2 separate regions of the Mus musculus genome follow, and region 1 is linked to region 2. Evidence: chromatin contacts called from public promoter capture Hi-C data. All regions are on one chromosome and are shown on one strand. Each heading gives the region's core, a stretch centred on a gene start, on an enhancer-like site or on the middle of the called end of the contact. The rest is flanking DNA. Distances are from core to core; before and after follow the strand shown.

Region 1 (3,196 bases), core at 693-3,192, 120 kb before region 2:
TTTTTCTTGTTCTGTTTTTCTGTTTGCTCAGGGTACCTTGTGGCGAAAAGCAAAAGCGTTTGTGCCAGCCAGCCCTGAGTTAGACTTCCATGTCCATTACACATTAATATGTAACCTTGAGCGGATGGCAAATGGTCCCCATGCCTCACTTTCTTCATCTATGCCTGGGGACGAAAAGTCGGTAGCACAGAGAGTTTCTATGAAGATAAAATTATGCCTAACAGGGTGCCCACCGCACAGCCATTTCTTTTGAGTGGCTGCAGTTGGTATCAAGGACAGAAAAACAATAGCATCTCCTGGGCTGGCTACAGGCAGTGTACAGCTCTAAGCTCTTGGCTTCCGTGACTCCTTTTACTGAGACTCCGGTGGGGTGGCCTGGGAGATAGGTTAGGGGGTAAAGCGCTTGCTGTGCAAGCAGCAGGACCTGAGTGCAGATCCCAGAACCCAGATAAACACAATGGTATGTCCCTGCCATGCCATGCCAGCCCTGGGCACGGGGGGGAGTCAGGGATCTCTGAGGCTTGCTGGCCAGCCAGGTCAGCTGGAGCAGTTTCAGTAAGAAGCCATGTGGCAAGATGGAGTCTGATAAAGACCGAAGTCACCCTCGGGGCTCTAGACACGCACACATATGTAGACACATGCATTGAGGAGCATTGCCTACAGATATACCATACACACAAAGAACACTTCAGGAGAGTCCGAGTGCCGGGCTCAGCTTTGCCTCATTTTAGACTCAAGGAAACAGAGGCCCATTTACCTGTCACACCATCAGTCCATGGTGAACCACGGCAGCTTGGTTCAGAGGACTCCTAGAATAACAAAGTCTACTTATGGCTTTACATAGCTAAGCTTCCATTCTTACCTAGAAAACCTGAGGGAAAGATTTCATCACTGGTCCCTTGTTCATTGACACTAGAGGTCAACATCCAACGTCAACTGGACTCTGCCTCCTTGGAAAGGTCCCAGGCCTAGTCTGGATAGTGGACCTCTATGAAAGCTAACCTTTGACCTCGCCTCCCAACGGGAAACAAAACAAGGGTTACATAAACCAGAGCTGGCTGGCATTCTTGACACCCTAAGGTGCTTCTGGAGCCTCAGGGCAAACAACACTGACCAAAAGAGAGGACTAGTGTTCAGCTACTCTTGGCCCCCGAGGCCTGTCACTGTTGGGCCAGTTTGGCTCAGCACCCAGGATATTGATTGGTTTGGCTATACCACCCATGTGTCCTCAAAGGTAGACTAGTGATTTGAACATTAACTCAAAATGAAGTTACACAAACTACATAAGTGAATTCATGGTTAGAATGATAGAAGAATCCTTTAGAGAAATTACTTAATTTTCAAACACTAAGTGCTGCCAGTGAAGAGGGTACATAGCCTCCTTCAGGATGAATCCCAAGCCCCCCCCCCCCCAAGCTCTCTGTCGCTCACAGTGTGTTAGAAAACTCACACTAATTTATATTTTCTTTTTCTTTTTTTTTAAGATTTATTATTTATTATATGTAAGTACACTGTAGCTGTCTTCAGACACTTCAGAAGAGGGAGTCAGATTTCGTTACGGATGGTTGTGAGCCACCATGTGGTTGCTGGGATTTGAACTCCGGACCTTCGGAAGAGCAGTCGGGTGCTCTTACCTGCTGAGCCATCTCATCAGCCCTATATTCTCTTTTTAATGATTTTTCCTTCTGGAAGATTCACCCATACTGCAGCTCTTAGGATCCCTCACATGTGCTTCTCCTCCTCCTCCTCCTCTTCCTCCTCCTCCTCTTCCTCCTCCTCCTCCTCCTCCTCCTCCTCCTCCTCCTCCTCCTCCTCCTCCTCCTCCTCCCCCTCCTCCTCCTAAGTCAGACATACTCAGCTTTTGAAGCACACTGCAGCTTCATCTAAGCGTGTGGGAATTCCCAGCAGCCCTGTGGCCATGGTAACCTGAAGAGGGCGCTATAGCACTATGGCAGTCCATTTAAGTACTAAGACAGGGCTACCTAGCTTTGAACAGGAGGGTAGAACATACTGTGAGGAAACGCTGGGCAGAGGCTGGTTCATGTCTCAGCCAACAAAGAGGAACAAGAGACTTCATCTCCTGACTCAGAGCAATGCTGAATTGAGAACGTCTGCATCTGGAATTTTTCATTTAGTGGTTTTGGATTGCTTTTGACCACATGTATCTGAAATTGTAGAAAACAAAACCACAGATAAGGGAGCCTGTTCTCTTGCCAAGTGAGATTCATGACATAGGTAGTCTTAGTAGCCAGTACCCACCGTCTACAGCAGCTCTGGCTATTTATACAACGTGTTGCTTCAATAAACTTTCCTCGTATGAATTGGTTTTGCTAAGCTGTTAGACAGCACTCTTTAACTCTGATTTTTAAAACATTTAAATTATCCAGATCAGTAAATAGAAGTTCTGTGATTACATTCTCTCTCTCTCTCTCTCTCTCTCTCTCTCTCTCTCTCTCTCTCTCTCTCTTTGTGTGTGTGTGTGTGTGTGTGTGTGTGTGTGTGTGTAAAGAAGGCTGAAATTCTGAAATTGCCACCAACTAAATCTTCTCTGGAATCATTAGCAAATGTCAAACAGAAGCAATGACTCGGACACAGTCGTCAGCACTGATTTAAGCCCTTTGAACTTATGGCCTAGCACTGGGGTCGAGGATTACTTGTTACACCACTTGTACATCACACATGAATCTCTGGGCTCCATGCCCACTGACACATGAACTAGGCAAATGCCTGTAATCTTAACAAGAGGTAGAGGCAAGAGGATCAGAAGTTCAAGGCTATCTATAGCTACTTTCTAAGTTCAAAGCTAGCCTAGGCCACATGAGAGTCTGTTTTGTTTTTTTTAAAAAGGTCCATATTTTATGCCACCAAATAGCTAATTCATAGTTCACTAATAGGAGCCACAAACTCGAGTTTAAATACAGACATACCATAAACTGTTTGCAGCTCCACCTCAGCATGCATGCAACATCTCCCTTCCAGGCTTTAGGGATGTGTTAACTAAGGCAAGAGTAACCTAAAAAGGGCATGGTGATATAGTGGCAGTCCATTAACACTGTGACAGAGCTACCAGCATCGAACAGGAAGGGGGAACATACCGTGAGGCATCCAGAATACCACACAATTCTGGTCTCTCCTCCCAACAATAATCAACCCATCTTCACGGGTTTCTTAGAGATGACAAAAGTGGGGGCGGGGC
Region 2 (3,447 bases), core at 750-3,249:
AGGCTCCTAACTTTACAGCTATTGCCTCACTGCCCCGGCTCCAGTCATTCGAATTCATCCCGACTTTTCTGAAATGAAGCTGCTTGTTTTCCAGTGTTCTCCGGTAACACTCAACCTCTGCCCTGAGATGCCCTGGATTGAGTCCCCAGTGCCCCGGGGGACTGGGTGTGGTGCTGCATATCTGTAATACCATCACTAGGGAGACAGAGGCAGGAGGATTCAAAACCCAAGGTCATTCTCTGGTACTTAGGGAGGTTGAGGCCAGCCCGTCTCAAAACAAAACACGCAGTAGGAGAAAGGTGTGTGTGTGTGTGTGTGTGTGTGTGTGTGTGTGTGTGTGTGTAATGGAACACATTTCTCAAACTCTGCAGTGAGTTCTTGGAAGAGTAAACCATGTACTGAGTTTACAAACATGTTGTTTGTTTATTTCTATGTCTTTTCTTCTTTGTACTGCTAAGATATCCTTCCGCAAATCAGAATGCTAAAAAGCAAGCCAAAATGAATCCAAAAAAACACGCTGCAGATCTACATAGGTGGGCATCTTTAGAAAGTCTCAAGATTTGAGAAAATGCTTCCAGCAGACGGCAGAGTGGGCTCTAGGCACAAACCTACCTGAGAATGTTGCTTGTCACAGGTGAGTAGGGTATGGAAGAGGGTTTCCCAAATCTTACACCTATTTTAAGGTAAGCAAGATGTGTTAAATAAGCACATTAGCTCAATGGTACCCAGTAATGAAGGGTTATTATTACGTGGAATTGAAGGATCCAGGCCTACACTTTGTCCAAGTTTATAGTCCAGTGATGTCCATGGTTACTAAAATGGATACATGGACCTACAAGATAGTTCAGAGTATAAAGGCACCTACCACCAAACCTGACAGACAAATCAGACACAGGCCCCATGTGGTAAAAGGTGAGAACCCACTCCTGCAAGTTGCCCTCTGACCTCTACACATGTTTCCAGCACACATACAGGGGTATGCTCGCACACATGCACTCATACTTACAAAAAAAAAGGGTAATAATAAAAAATAAAAATGGGCCAAAGAACCCATACCCACGGTGCCCTTTCCTTGGAGGAAGGCTTATTCATATTATCACTAAAGAAATTTTATTCACGGGTTCCAAATCCCCCATTCTATGATTTGCCCTGTGAACGAAAGCTGGAGAGAAAAAAAAAACAAACCTGCAGCTGGCACTGACCCTCTTTCTGCAAAGCTAATTAACCGACTTGAACTTCAACCTTTGCGGAGAGGCTGCAATGTCTGGAGCTTATTGGCAGTTTTCCTTGGGCCCTCTCCAGTTCCCTTAATAGCTACCCGTTGCCTATCCTGTGTCTAACCTACCAGCTCGTGAATAACAGGTAAAACCGCCTGGAACATAATCAAGCCATACATTGAGAGTGCAGTCAGATTGCATCTGAGGCCTGTAGCTGAGGTTCCCTCCCTTCTGCAGCCAGCCTACCTGGGGGGTCCCACCGACATATTTTTGACGTCTTGATTTATGACTTTCTTTTTCTGTTATTATGGAATTTTTTTTAATCAAATTGTTACAACGTTGGAACGTAGACTTTGGGGTAACCCAAACCTGGCCATGACCCCTCCTATTGGCTCCAGAATGAACTCTCTCTAAGTTCCCTGGGAGGTGAGAACTGTGTTTTTTAGCACGCACAGCTCAACTGCAAACCACACTCATTCATTCCCTGCTCCACCACCCGGGATCTTAGTGGGGACGCTGTCTGCGGGCACAGCGGGTGGTGGCCTGGGTGGCTTGGGACTCCAGCCTTCCTCACCGGGCAGCGCAGCCTGGCGGGTGCAGGCGGACTCCCGTGCGCGCGCCCTGCGCACCGCCCTCCCGCCCCGCGCTCCGGGGCGCGGCCAGGGCACAGCACCCGCCCCGAGCAGAGCGCCGAGTTCCTTGAAGGCCGGCGGCCGCGGCAGACCTGCCTTCGCTCCCTCCCTCCCTCCCGTGACGCGCGTGCCCCGCAGCGCGCAGCCGCAGCGCCGCCAGCATGCGCGCCGAGGCCCGCGGCGGCCTGGAGCGCTTCTGCAGTGCGGGCAAGGGCCGGGGGCTCCGCGCGCTGCGGCCCTTCCACGTGGGCGACCTCCTCTTCTCCTGCCCGGCCTACGCCTGCGTGCTCACCGTGGGCGAGCGGGGCCACCACTGCGAGTGCTGCTTCGCCAGGTACGCGGGGACCGTGCGGGCGGGAGGGGCCACGCGGAGCCACGTGCGCCGCGTCCGCTGAGCCACGGCCTGCCCCGCAGCCGGACCTGCGCCGCCCCACGCGTGTCCGTTCTAGCTTAGGTTCTCTGTGGTCCCGAGGCCTCCCGAGCTGTCCTGAGATGGGCGGCTCCCCCACCCCCTAGGGAGTGATGACCCGATCAGCCAGGGACGCTTCCGGTCATTCTGGAGGAGGGAAGCTATGGAACAGACACGCCTATGAGACTGGGCTCCGTGGATTGGGATGAGGGGACACAGTTTGTTGGGAGAATATTTGATTGTACTACTTCATACATGTCCTGAGTGTGTAGATGCTGTATCCACGGCCACATGCTAAGCCTTAAGGTAGTTGCGGATCAGGAAGGTGCGTTGGGATTCCCCCATCCCACCCTGTGTCTTCATTTTACAGACACACTTTATCTTAAAGGCCGAGAAGAGATCATTTTACTGTTGGGACACTAAAGCCCAGAGAGGAAGGGTAGCTGTGTATACACAAGGCACTAATTAGGGGCTGGAGCCTGGCCTGTCAGGACTGACACGTCCCGCCCACCCACTTCCTTGCTTCCTAAGTTTGCTGAGGTAGGGGGTCTGGCTTTGGAGTTGAGCCTGTCCCAGGCCATCTGTGGATGCCTGAGGAAGGAACCCTGCCTGACTTGCTTTGAAGGTCAGTGTCATCACCTTTGAAGTGGAGATGGTGGGCTAGATTAAGCTAACCTGGGGTTCTGCAGGTACCTCTTGCGGGCTGCCCCCAGTCCTGCACTCCACGAAGCTCTCAGCCTCCCAGACTCGTGCGCCTCGTTCTACAATAAGACAACAAAAGAATGGACAAAGGTTGCATATTAGAGTAATCTCGGCCGGACTCCCTGCCAGAACTGTCTTCCGCTGGGGGGGACCTGGAAAGGAACTAGACGCAGAAGCGTGCCGTGGGCAGCGGAAGGGCTGTATGTGATGTGCCTCTTTGAATTGGCGAGCCAAGAGCTAAAGGGTCATGGCACCACTTTGCGACGTTTGAGTGAAGTGAGCATTGGGTTTTCCCAAAGTTAAAAAGGCTGCTGCAACTGGTCCCTTGATCTTCTGAGCCTCGCTGTGGCTGGGAGTCTGCAGCAGTGTGGGTGTCTGCAGTAAAGGAGCAAAGCGGGTCACCCAGCACAGAGGGGGCCTCCGTCAGGGGTCCTGGCGCTTGGTGTGCGGTGAGAGGCGTGGGCCTTGCGGAGTGCGTAGTAGGGAC

What was found. Promoter capture Hi-C pulls out the DNA fragments that hold promoters and counts their contacts.
Region 1: a contact with region 2 is called in a promoter capture Hi-C map of liver. The contact joins the enhancer-like site here to the promoter of Smyd2 in region 2. A contact is called at or near these places in 2 of 39 promoter capture datasets (both in liver), 5 of 484 Hi-C or Micro-C datasets (embryonic stem cells, lens fibers and liver) and 1 of 115 datasets of contacts at active chromatin or transcription factors (the SCID.adh cell line).

The regions. Positions count from the first base shown.
Region 1 is chr1:190,040,242-190,043,437 of GRCm38.p6, reverse strand. The region is part of intron 1 of Gm39736 (a long non-coding RNA gene); the gene reads left to right. Among named protein-coding and RNA genes, the nearest start is that of Gm39736, 3.3 kb to the left of the region's middle. Within about 2 kb of position 1,942, at least 2 of the 459 cell types and tissues checked have an H3K27ac peak or open chromatin away from gene starts, as enhancers often do. A contact at or near this core is called in liver, where this site is marked.
Region 2 is chr1:189,920,843-189,924,289 of GRCm38.p6, reverse strand. Smyd2 (SET and MYND domain containing 2) reads left to right here and starts at 1,999. Exons shown (of 12, transcript NM_026796.2): 1 at 1,999-2,183. The coding sequence starts at 2,011.